Linked DNA regions of Mus musculus: regions 1, 2 and 3 are each linked to region 4. A link is a contact called in public HiChIP or PLAC-seq and promoter capture Hi-C data. All regions are on one chromosome and are shown on one strand. Each heading gives the region's core, a stretch centred on a gene start, on an enhancer-like site or on the middle of the called end of the contact. The rest is flanking DNA. Distances are from core to core; before and after follow the strand shown.

Region 1 (2,709 bases), core at 76-2,575, 490 kb before region 4:
TCACCTCAGGCCCCGCTGGGACAGAGGGTGGTGTTCACGCACGTCTGGCTGGAGTGAACACAGGTGCGTTCTTTACCTGTCGCTAAGCAGAGGATTGACTTTGCTTGGAGGGCCTGTGCTCAGGTGTGGGCAAAGGTCAGCTGTAGCGGGACCAAGATAGACAGACCACAAGCATCCTTGTCCAAGCTCCCTTCATAGTCCTTCTCCGGTCCTGATCCCTGATCCCTGCTATCTGATTCCTGACCCTTAAGTGGACCTGCCCTCATCCTATTCAGCGGGGTTCCTGCTTATTCATTTATTCTTTGCCCAGGCAAGAACAGAAGTGGCAGAAGTCCCTAGGAACCAACTCCCTCAAGGCATTTTCTCCTCTTCCCAACCCCCACCCCCTTCGTTTCTTCTTTGCCTGCTTCTTCCTCTTGCCGTTTTTCTTCCTCGTTCTTGCTCCATCTCATTTTCTCCCCATTCCCTTTCCAATTCATACAAAGTCTGTGTGGCTTTTGGAGTCACGGGGAGATGGCCTGCCTTTGGTTGCCAGCTGCAGGGCCCGTTCTCAGCAGTCAGAGCCACGGCTGCCGGAGCAAACACTGTCAGCTGAGGCCAGCCACAACCACAGTATGCCCTTCCCTTGTTGATCAACCTTGGATGCCGCTCACGCACGTCGTGTCCACACGGGGGCGCTCCAACAGTGCTTCTCTGGCGTCTCTGGCCTTTCTAGTCTGCATTTTTTTTCCTCCTGGTTAGTGGGAGGAGCACTGGTTTCCTTTCCAGTCTTAGTCGTCTGGCTGCACGAAAAGAGCCTAGGCCCATATGTTCCTTGAGTAGTATTTCCTCTAGCAAAGGCTACACATCCAAAGAGCCCTTAGATTTTTTTTTTGTTCAGATTTGGGTGGAATTCAACAAATTCCCTCAGATATCCCTCCCTATTGAAAAAATTTTTAATTTCTTCTTTTTTTTGTTTTTTGTTTGTTTGGTTGGTTGGTTGGTTGGTTTGGTTTGGTTTGGTTTGAGACAGGGTTTCTGTCTAACACCCCTGGCTGTCCTGGAACGCACTATGTAGACCAGGCTGGCCTCGAACCCACAGAGCTCTGCCTGCCTCTGCTTCTGCCTCTGCCTCCTGAGTGCAGGATTGTAGGCATGCATCATCATGCCTGGCTTTTCTACTTAATTTCATTTTATATGCATGGGTGTTTTGCCTAGATATATATCTGTGCACCACACACTTGCCTAGTGCCAATGGCACTTCTGCCTCCAAAGGTCCACCCAGGTGACTTGCCTCTGCCAGCTAGGCCCCACCCCCCGGAAAGGTTCTGCTTACCAAGCTTGGAAATCACAGTTTTGAGCTGGAATAAAATGAACTAGAGGCCGGGCGGTGGTGGCGCACGCCTTTGATCCCAGCACTTGGGAGGCTGAGGGAGGCAGAGGCAGGGGAATTTCTGAGTTCGAGGCCAGCCTGGTCTCGAGTTGAGTTCCAGGACAGCCAGCGCCACACAGAAAAGCCCTGTCTCAAAAAAAAAACAAAAAAACAAAAACAAAAACAAAAACAAAAACAAAAAAAGAGCTAGAAAGCAAGCTTGTAGTATTAACAGAACGTCCACACGAGGGCGCCCACACACTTTTTAAAAGATGCTTTGGATGAAGCCGGTCCCCAGAGGGACCAGGAATCTGCGCGGCAGGGCTGAGCCTCCCTCCGGGCCTTCGCTCCACAGCCTTCTCCCTCTGAGGATTTCCTTGTTGGTTTTCTTGTTTGCTAGGGAGAGATTCGGTTACCCGTAAGGGGTCTTAGAGCCATGGCCCATGGCTAGGAGACGCAGTAGACGTATTAGAAAGATGAGTTGAGCAGGCAGGCATAAACCTGAGCCTTTCGGAGGGCTTCCTCCTCATTCCAGTGTACTAGTTGAGAAATCCGACATTGCTCCCTCTGGTACTGACTTTGTCACGTCCTCCCACAGGACGGGAACTGCCCGCCTCTGGGCCAGCTGGGTGGCTGCATTCACTGTCCAGGCAAGGCGTCTGAGCTCTGGAGCTGTGGCCTCCTCCTAACGCTCTCACACATCAGTCAAAGCCTTCCTCTTCTGTGTCAAGGACTTCAAGCTTCTTGGCTCGTTCTTCCCAATTCCTCCCGGCTTCCACCCCACCCCCACCCCTAGATGCCTGGTTCAGTTTTCCATTAGCATCTGGCAGAAGGCGGGTGGAGGAGGAGCTGGCCGAATGTTTAAACTGGTTACCACATGGCTTCTTGGAGCCAACGATACTGCTACCGGGAGACACAGGGAGAGCCTCCCCAAGCTCCAAGGCCAGTGTCTGCGGCAGGATCAAACACCAAAGGGTTTCTGCACTGGGCTGGAGACAGGAATTCACTAAACTGTCTTCAGTCTTTCTCTCTCTCTCTCTCTCTCTCTCTCTCTCTCTCTCTCTCTCTCCCTCCCTCCCTCTCTCTCTCTCTCTCTCCCCCCCACCATTCCCCATGCCCATGCCCATCTCTATTTTAAGACGGACTAAATTGCCCAAGCTGGTCTTGAACTCATTCTGTAGCCCAGACTAGTCTTGAGTTCATAATCCTCCTGCTTCAACCTCCACAGTAGTGGGATTACAGACAGTCCCAGATGAAGTTTCCTAACACTGGTCAATCTGAGCTCACTTCATCCTCTGTGCCTGTTGATTGCCACAAGAAGCCCAAGACACAGGAGGGGTGCAGGGCAGAATTTGGGG
Region 2 (2,700 bases), core at 115-2,614, 430 kb before region 4:
TCCCTGGGACTCGTCTGGCTCTGAAGCAGAGATCTTCATCCCTCTGTCCATTTTTAGGTGCTTAACTCAAGTTCAAAGGTCAAGTCACAGACTGGTTGCAAGTAACCTTAGACATCACCTGACCTGGGGTTTCTCAATCTCTGAACTATTGGCATTCTGGTTTGGACAAGTCTCTCTTGCAGGGATTGTTCTCTGCACTGTAGAGTTCTGAATAACATTCAAAGCTTCTATTCAGTAAATGCCAGTATAGTCTCCATTTGTGAAGAACAAAATTTACCATATGACAAATACGGAAGTGGGAGATGCTGAAAGGGTCTGAAACTTTTTCTTGGCTGGGAACCACTGATCCAAAGGATTATTTCAGATACTGCAGTTGGGATCCAAAGAGAAAAACTCACTTGTTTAAAGTAGCAAGCAAGGGTAAGGCTAGAAGCTAGGTTATTGCACAATATCCCTTTCCATGTCACAGTATGGAACCCTGAGAGGCAGAAGCAGTTTCTATTTACAATCAGGTGGAGAAAACCTACCGGACAGACCTAACTGCACAAAGCTGATAAGCTAGGAAGGGCTATTCAGGCAGCAAGGAGTAAAACCAAGAGATTGCCATCTTGACTGGCCACATATTTCTGCTTCAGGACTTGAACAAATTCAGGTCCATCCATTGGATTAAAACCATGTTTTCTACTGTCAGGCTCAAAATGGTTCCGTAAATGCCCTATGTAAACGTAAAGCTCTTAAAAAAACACCAGGCGTTATTTATTACTATTATTAGAGACAGTTTTTCTGTGTAGGGCTATCCTGGAACTCACTATGCAGATAGACCAGGTTGGCTTCGAACTCAGAGATACTCCTGTCTTTGCTTCCTACTTCCTAGGACTAAAGGTGTGCACCACCGCCATGCCTGGCAACATCAGAAATATTGACATCATTAGAGATGCAATTATTCGCTTCATAGCACCATTTCTCAGAAAAGTTTATATGGGAGCCATCACTCCTGGACTTCCCAGGTCTTGGGCTGGAGAGGAAGGAGGCAAAGGGACCTTCCTCTCGCAGAGCGCCCCTCTGCTTCCCTAAATCCCAGGAAGCCAGATGAGAGAGATCAGGTCATCACTTCTCACTAGTGCAACTAGTCCAAGTTGCTCCCCCGAACTCCTGCCCTTCAAGCTCCGCCCCCCGGCCACCGCCTTAAAAGAGGCGGCCCCTTCTCTCTCCATGCTTCCCAGAGCATCCCCGAGCTTCCCGAGCTTTTCCGAGTCCTTCCCGGCCTCCCGCGGGCGGCCCGCGCGGAGGCGACGGAGATTGCCGAGGGGCGTAGCCACGCCCCCTCACTACAGCCTCCTCTCGCGCGGGCGGCCCGAGTCCCACACATCCAGGTTCCTCCCTCCTTCTCTCCTTTCTCTCTCCCCGCCTTCCCGGCGCTGCCACAGTGGCGGGACGGAGGATCCCGACCAGTCAGCTCGCTGCGGCCTCGCGCTCCTCCTCCTCCCAAATAAACAGCCCTCCCCAAGCTGGGAGCCCAGGCCGTCCCCTTCCCCGCACGGCTGGCGAGTGGTGAGGGAGCGCGGGACTGAAGGACCAAGGGACCGAGGGATCGGCGCACGCGCGTGCGAGTGAGAGAGCGAGCGAGCGGCCGGCGCGAAGCCGGAGCAGAAGCCGGAGCCGGGGCCGAAGCCGAAGCCGGAGCCATAACCTGAGTCGGAGCGGTAGTGAAGCCGAAGCCGAAGCCGGGCTCCGGACCGACGCGCACGCACACACGCACGCGGGGGGCGGGGCCGGCGCGCGCCCGCCTGTCGCGACTGTCGGCACCGAGGCCCAGGGGGAGGTGGCCTGTCGCGGGTCGCCCGGCTCCCGGTGGCGAAGGGGGCGCGGGCGGATGGCGGAAGGCGGCCAGGCGCAGCAGCAGCCGCCTCAGCTCGGGCCCGGCGCTGCCGCCCGGGGCATGAAGCGGGAGTCGGAGGTGGAGTTGCCGGTGCCCGGAGCGGGGGCAGACGGACCCGAGCCCGGCCTGAGCAAGCGGCCACGCACAGAGGAGGCGGCCGACGGCGGGATGCAGGTGACCGCGCGGGACGGGCGCCCGGTTACGGAGGGCCGCGGCGGGCTCGGGCCTCCGGGCGCCGGGTGGGCCTGGCTGGAGAGTGGGCTTGGGGCCGGGTGCAGGGGCTGGAGGGGCCCCGGAGGCAGCGCGAGGGAGTGGGATTTTTTTTTTTTTCCTTTTGGAGTTGGGATTGAACAGGATCGGGATGCAGTCCATTTCTTAAGCCTGTGCTCAGTTTGTTGAGAAGTTGAGGGTTCTTGGGTCGATTTGTCCAGAGGAGAGCTGTTGGGCCGAGCTGAGAGCGAGGGAAGCTGGTGGTGGGAAAGCTCCGGAGAAGAAGGGCGCCTTTTGGTTTACACTGGGATGAGGAAAGGGGGAACGGCATGTGGAGAACAGACTGAAAAGCCAGCCAACTCCTGGAGAGAGAGCGAGCCCGAAAGGGGATGTGGCTTAGCTTGTGGGTTCAATCAGTTACTCGAGCAGTCTTGAGAAGTCCGCGGAGTTTGGTAGTGTGATGCTCTGTCTCAGTTTTGTGCAGCATGTTATTAAGTCTGGAGAGAGACACCAGGCAGATCCCGCCTGTGCTTTACCCATTGCATCCTACGTTCGTAGGATGCGGAGTAAACTCCTTAGTATCCTGAGGTAGAAAAGAAAATTTATAGGGC
Region 3 (2,740 bases), core at 5-2,504, 340 kb after region 4:
ACCGTAAAAAGGGGGGTGGGAGGTGGCTCAAGAAGGGCAGGAAAGTGACATTAGAAGCACAGCAGGCCAATGCCAGCACAAACGCCAGCGTTAGGAAGGCCACTGAGTACGGCTTTCCTGCCACTGGGGCCACGTGGTTCCACAGAGAGGCCAGTAGGCCTGTGCCCACTATGCCTAGCCCCTGAACCACTCGGATGGGGACTTGCTCGCCCTTGCCGCGAGCCAGACGCCTCCACAGAGTCACCAGCAGCAGACCCAGGTTTCCCAGCGCCACAAGCACAGAGAGGTAGGAAGGGAGGCTCCAACCTGCAGTGGAAGGAGGAGATAGTGTAAAGGCACCAGGCTAAGGAACGAAGAGCAGCAACAGCAGCAGCCTACCTCCGCCCACTTCACTCACCCTCCGGGAGCTCTTTCACCACTACCGGCAGCTCTACCCAGATCCCGTTGACAGCAGCCCAGGAGCCCATGCCGAAAAGGGCCACCAGCAGATGGGTCAGCACCAGTCGGCCCAGCGGAGGTGCTGCCATTAGGTCAAAGGTCAAAGCGGGCCCTCCAGGACAAAGCGAAGGTAACAGTCCGCCCTTTTCCCACGTAGATCCAAAGCTTCTCTAACTATTCTAGAGAAAAAAAGAGTCAAGCTTTTTCACCTGGACGGAGACAAAAAACAAACCAAAACAAACCAAAACAAAACAAACAAACAAACAAAAAAACATGCGAGTGGGCAGAGTCAGGGTCTGAGGTGGCCAGATTGCAAAACCAAGGCACCTGGAGGGAGGCGGCGGATAGATCAGGAGCTGCACCTACCATGGAGCCTGCACCGGGACCCTTCTGTACAAGACTGGCAAGCGGGGGAGCGAGAAGCTGGCTTAAAGCATGGTTCCGGGGAGGAAGATGAGCGAAAGAGCCAGTCCTTGATGCTTGCGGAGGACCAAGTCTTGGCGCGGCTAAACCAGACTGGATGACAGCTAACTTCAGGCAGCCGGCGTGGATCGGCAAGAGGTGTGGCTGGCTGACTTGATTCGATTCTGGGCTCCTCGGCTGAGTGCGGTGCATCAGGGGCGTGGGGCCGGAGCAGCCCGCCCAGCCCCGGGAGCACGCCACTTAGCCCGGAAGGCAGCCAAACCCCAGCCAAAGGGTTGTAGTAAGACGCCGGCTAATGCGCTAGACTGCGGCGGAAGTCCCACCCCCGGAAGCTAAGTGTAGTGTAAAGGAGTGAGCTAAGGGGCCACGCCCCTTCCTCTCTGCCCACCCACCTTCCGCTTTTAGTTCAGCTCCCGGGGGCTATGGCTCCCGTGGCCTCTAGGCGAGTTAGACGTCGAGTTCGAAGCTCCAAGCGGCCCGATGCGCGGGGCCGCTCGGCGGAGGACTGGTGGTGGGACCGCCTGGCACCTCGCGGCTCTGGGTACCACCTGCTGCAAGCGGACAGCATGTTGCTCGTGCTGCCGGACCTGGAGCCTCCCCGCGCTCGTGCGCACCGGCGCGCCCGTCGCCGCGCTCCGAGGTCACTGGCTCGTGGCCCCACGGCTGTCGCCAAGCCCAGGACCAAACCCCGACCGGAGCCGTCGCTCGATCAGGGCCTGGACTCTGGTTGGGGAGACCGTATTCCCTTAGAAGTCCTGGTGCATATTTTCGGGTTGTTGGTTGCGGCTCATGGGCCCATGCCGTTTCTTGGCAGGTACACCAACAGCGCCTGCCGCGGTAGAGACTGGCGCACTGAGCGGGTGCTGCAGAGCAGAGGGCAGAGCAGGCATCACATCGGGCGAACACAAGTGCTCCGGCACCTGTCTTCACTTAGAGCTCAAAGCCTAGCACTGAGAACGGGCGACGGCAGGCTTTAAGACCGCTGCGCTGCTCCTAAAACACTCCATTGTAGGCATTACCCGCAAAAGGCCACGCACTCTCAGCAAACTTTTTCTTCTCCTAGGGCTGCACGCGTTTGCCGTCACTGGCACGAAGCCACCTCCCATCCTTCACTCTGGCATACTGTGACCCTGTCACCCTCGCTGGTTGGCCGGGCTGGCAAGGGCAACCTTAAGGGAGAGAAGAAGCTCCTTGCTTGCCTGGAGTGGCTCGTACCCAATCGGTGAGGGCTCCTTGTCATCTTACTGTCTGTTGTCTTCCCTGCATCCGCGTTGAGTAGGGGAGGATTCTGTCCAGAAGGGGGCAGCGTAAGGACAAGAGCACAACTACAGCCGGGCCTTGCTGTCGCCCAGGTTCTCTCAGCTCCAGAGCTTGACCCTCATCCACTGGAAGTCTCAAGTACACTCTGTGTTGGAGGTAAGAGCTGGAGACTGCCCTGCACACAAGCTGTCACGTTTGAGTGGTCTACTATGGGGAGGGTGCCCTGGTGGTGTACCACAGAGTTGTCTGCCTGCCTGCTCAGTTTCGTCTTGCTGACATCTTAGGAAATTGCTGGAGGAGACAGCAATTTCCATGTAGGCCTGGCGTGGACAGAATGGAGTCATAGCTGGGACTATAGGATAGGCTTGTCATGACTACCAGTGTCCCTGTAGATAGACCTTTACCTGCCCTCCACAACCCTGGATGGTCTCTCTCTCTCTCTCTATCTCTTGCTACAGCTGGTTAGCAAGTTCTGCCCTCGGCTCACCTTCCTCAAGCTTTCAGACTGCCACACTGTGACTGCTGAAACTCTGGTCATGTTAGCGAGAGCCTGCTGCCAGCTCCACAGCCTGGACCTACATCATTCCATGGTGAGTCCTTTGCCGTGGGTGGGTGGGGG
Region 4 (2,791 bases), core at 238-2,737:
CCTGTGAGAAATCATAACGAGATCAGAGGTCAGAGGGGAGGAAGCTCCCCAGTTCCCAGGGTGACTGGAGGGGCTCTGTACCCCACTGCTTCTTTACCACCCAAGCCAGACGCACAGACACACCAGACTGGGCAAAGGCTGATATTTGAATATCAGCTCCTGAGCCTTCTTGTCTGTGTTGTGTGGGAGTAAGGGCTGGAGCCATGATGTACAGCTGCGGCAGGTGTGTGTGTGTGTGTGTTGTGTGTGTGTGTGTATAAAACACACCTTTAGTCTCTGAGTTCGAAGCCAGCCTAATCTACAGAATGAGTTCCAGGACAGTTAATGCTACTCAGAGAAATCCTGTCTCGATAAACCAAAAAATAAATGAATGAATGAATGAATAAATAAATAAATGGCTGCCATAGGCCACACATTCAACTGAACAACGAGGGAGACTTCATGGGACATCTAGTAGAAAGGACAACTAAGATCACATCAACAACAGTGCTGAAGTACGGGGGGACTAGTAAAGTGTTTAAATGAGAAACGCTGGTAAAGTTTAAAGGATGCCTTCCCCCAGGGACCTAGGCCAAGCTGGTGGCTGAGGTAGGAAACGCACTTCAGGATCTGAAAATGGGACCAAGTGAGCCAGTGTGTGAGCCAAAGGAGAGAAGATAAGGAAGAGTTAACTGGAGGCAGTAGCAGTCAGGTCCAGGAAAAAGAAAAAAAGGCCTTCAGAAGGAAAACAATCCCTGTTCACCTGTACCTAAATTCCAGAACGAGCTACAGCTGCCCTAAGTCACAAGGATGACGACAAAAAAGGATTCGAGAAGTCCCCTTCTGCTAAACCAAAGCCCTTGGGCCCCTCCTTGCACACACAAACACCCACCTTCAGGTCAAAATGGGAGAGAGGAAGCTACTTTCCCAGGTAGCTTTTGGCCCAGGTATCTGGCCACTGGCTAGACTGGCCAATTAGCAGTGAACACTAGAAAAGAATTCTCCTCTCAGACCCCAGCATTTGGACTACCAATGGGAAATCGCGGTCTCAGATACAGAAGAGCAAATCCTGAGATGCCTTCTGAGTCCGCAGGCGTGACCGACTCCAGGTCATTCAGGTGCAGAAATGAGAGAAGAGATAGTCCCAGAAAGTGATTACTCACGAGGAATGAGGGAGGTTGCACCCAGCCCCAGGCCTGGAGGGAAGCAGCCTTGCTCAGGTTCAACACTGGAGCCCGGGAGCAGGCTAGAAGAGCTGGGATGCTCGGCTATTCTACTCCGCTGGGATCACGTCTTCGGCCAGGCATTCACAACAGCACCGAGCCGCCCACGCCTTCCATCCTTTTGGGGAGTAAAAGCCAAGTGTCCCTTGCCCTAAAAACAAGGAAAGCGACTGCGCCTACTCACCTGCCCCGGCGCGTGGTGGATCCCAACAAGAGAGCCACCGGAAAGGGCTTTGCAAGCTTATCCCACTGTGCCCCACCCGGGCGACTTCCGCTCGCTGGCCAGCGCGCCCCGTTTGTTCTCTAACTCCGCCCCCCGCCAGGTTACAGGGGTGGGGGCGGGGCCAGAAGTTGTCACGGCCCATAAAGGGCTGGGCTAGAGACTGAGAGGCAGGGCCGGGAAGTGTGGCTGAAGGTCACCGAAGGCCAGGCACGACCAGGAGGCGGGGCCAGAGGATGCATTTCTGATGAGAAAGAGCCTACCCAACCACAGTCTCACTACCAACCCCAAAAAGCTTTACCAAAGGCTTTCCCTTACCAAAAATCCCTTTGGGTCCCTGAACCTTAATGATAAGAGTCTTGAGGAGAAGCCGGGTGTGGTGGCGCACACCTTTAATCCCAGCACTCAGGAGGCAGAGGCAGGTGGATTTATGGGTTCGAGGCCAGCCTGGTCTACAAAGTGAGTTCCAGGACAGCCAGGGCTACACAGAGAAACCCTGTCTCAAGAAACCAAAAAAAAAAAAAAAAAAAAAGCTGGGCGGTGGTGGCGTACGCCTTTAATCCCAGCACCTGGGAGGCAGAGGCAGGAGGATTTCTGAGTTTGAGGCCAGCCTGGTCTACAAAGTGAATTCCAGGACAGCCAGGGCTACACAGAGAAACCCTGTCTCGAAAAAACAAACAAACAAACAAAAAAAAGAGTCTTGAGGAGAAAGTACATCTTAACTTCTCAAGAATGCCAGCTACTAGCCGGGCAGTGGTGGCACATGCCTTTGATCCCAGCACTTGGGAGGGAGAGGCAAGCGGATTTCTGAGTTCGAGGCCAGCCTGGTCTACAGAGTGAGTTCCAGGACAGCCAGGGCTACACAGAGAAACCCTGTCTCGAAGAAAAAAAAAAAAAAAAAAGAATGCCAGCTACTGAATAAACCTGATTTTTTTCCTGTCAATTCTCCTTGCCCTAACATGTTCTTCAACTGTCAGAGAGCCTAGGCCTTTAGATTCTAGTAACAAGGAAACACTAGCATAGAGAGAGGGAGGTTGGCAGAACTAAGTGAAGGATGGAGTCACTGGTGATAAAGAAAATGTTTCAAGGAGGATAGAGGGCCTATTGTATCTGCACTACTGAGCGGGTGTGAGGGGAGAGGATATAGTCCTTGGAAAGTGGCAAAGAGGGAGCTATGAGAAAGGAGAGAGTGTGTATGCACATTCACATGCGTGTGTGTGTGTGTGTCTGTGCCTTGAGTGTGTGTATGTTTGTGGTTTGTGCATGTATGTGTAAATGTCTATGCTGTGTATGTGCTATTTGTGTGTGTGTGTGTGTGTGTGTGTGGTATATGTGTATGTGTCTGTGCCGTGTATGTGTGTATGTGTGT

Evidence for each region. Promoter capture Hi-C pulls out the DNA fragments that hold promoters and counts their contacts. HiChIP or PLAC-seq counts read pairs in DNA pulled down with a chosen protein or histone mark.
Region 1: a contact with region 4 is called in an H3K4me3 HiChIP or PLAC-seq map of forebrain, with 5 times the contacts expected there. The contact joins the enhancer-like site here to the promoter of Zfp7 in region 4. A contact is called at or near these places in 8 of 39 promoter capture datasets (the 3T3-L1 cell line, 3T3-L1-derived adipocytes, cranial neural crest and 5 more), 1 of 484 Hi-C or Micro-C datasets (the N1E-115 cell line) and 5 of 115 datasets of contacts at active chromatin or transcription factors (embryonic basal ganglia, embryonic forebrain, forebrain and 2 more).
Region 2: a contact with region 4 is called in a FOXA1 HiChIP or PLAC-seq map of pancreatic cancer cells. The contact joins the promoter of Rbfox2 here to the promoter of Zfp7 in region 4. A contact is called at or near these places in 1 of 39 promoter capture datasets (frontonasal cranial neural crest) and 1 of 115 datasets of contacts at active chromatin or transcription factors (pancreatic cancer cells).
Region 3: a contact with region 4 is called in a promoter capture Hi-C map of pre-B cells. The contact joins the promoter of Fbxl6 here to the promoter of Zfp7 in region 4. A contact is called at or near these places in 14 of 39 promoter capture datasets (the C10 cell line, the HPC-7 cell line, cranial neural crest and 10 more), 1 of 15 datasets of contacts at CTCF or cohesin (embryonic stem cells), 5 of 484 Hi-C or Micro-C datasets (CD4 T cells, the G1E-ER4 cell line and embryonic stem cells), 15 of 115 datasets of contacts at active chromatin or transcription factors (the 230-238 cell line, the SCID.adh cell line, bone marrow-derived macrophages and 6 more) and 3 of 9 other capture datasets (adipose tissue, liver and macrophages).

What each region holds. Positions count from the first base shown.
Region 1 is chr15:77,366,312-77,369,020 of GRCm38.p6, reverse strand. No RefSeq gene overlaps it. Among named protein-coding and RNA genes, the nearest start is that of Gm41353, 8.4 kb to the left of the region's middle. Within about 2 kb of position 1,325, at least 195 of the 459 cell types and tissues checked have an H3K27ac peak or open chromatin away from gene starts, as enhancers often do. A contact at or near this core is called in 3T3-L1-derived adipocytes, the N1E-115 cell line, embryonic forebrain and 4 more, where this site is marked.
Region 2 is chr15:77,305,717-77,308,416 of GRCm38.p6, reverse strand. It overlaps Rbfox2 (RNA binding protein, fox-1 homolog (C. elegans) 2), which reads left to right and starts at 1,364. Exons shown (of 14, transcript NM_053104.6): 1 at 1,364-2,053. The coding sequence starts at 1,874.
Region 3 is chr15:76,537,260-76,539,999 of GRCm38.p6, reverse strand. It overlaps Fbxl6 (F-box and leucine-rich repeat protein 6), which reads left to right and starts at 1,254. Exons shown (of 9, transcript NM_013909.2): 1 at 1,254-1,675; 2 at 1,925-2,083; 3 at 2,214-2,277; 4 at 2,580-2,711. The coding sequence starts at 1,284. It overlaps Slc52a2 (solute carrier protein 52, member 2), which reads right to left and starts at 1,170. Exons shown (of 5, transcript NM_029643.4): 1 at 805-1,170; 2 at 398-617; 3 at 1-306. The coding sequence starts at 527.
Region 4 is chr15:76,877,949-76,880,739 of GRCm38.p6, reverse strand. It overlaps Zfp7 (zinc finger protein 7), which reads right to left and starts at 1,487. Exons shown (of 5, transcript NM_145916.3): 1 at 1,387-1,487; 2 at 1.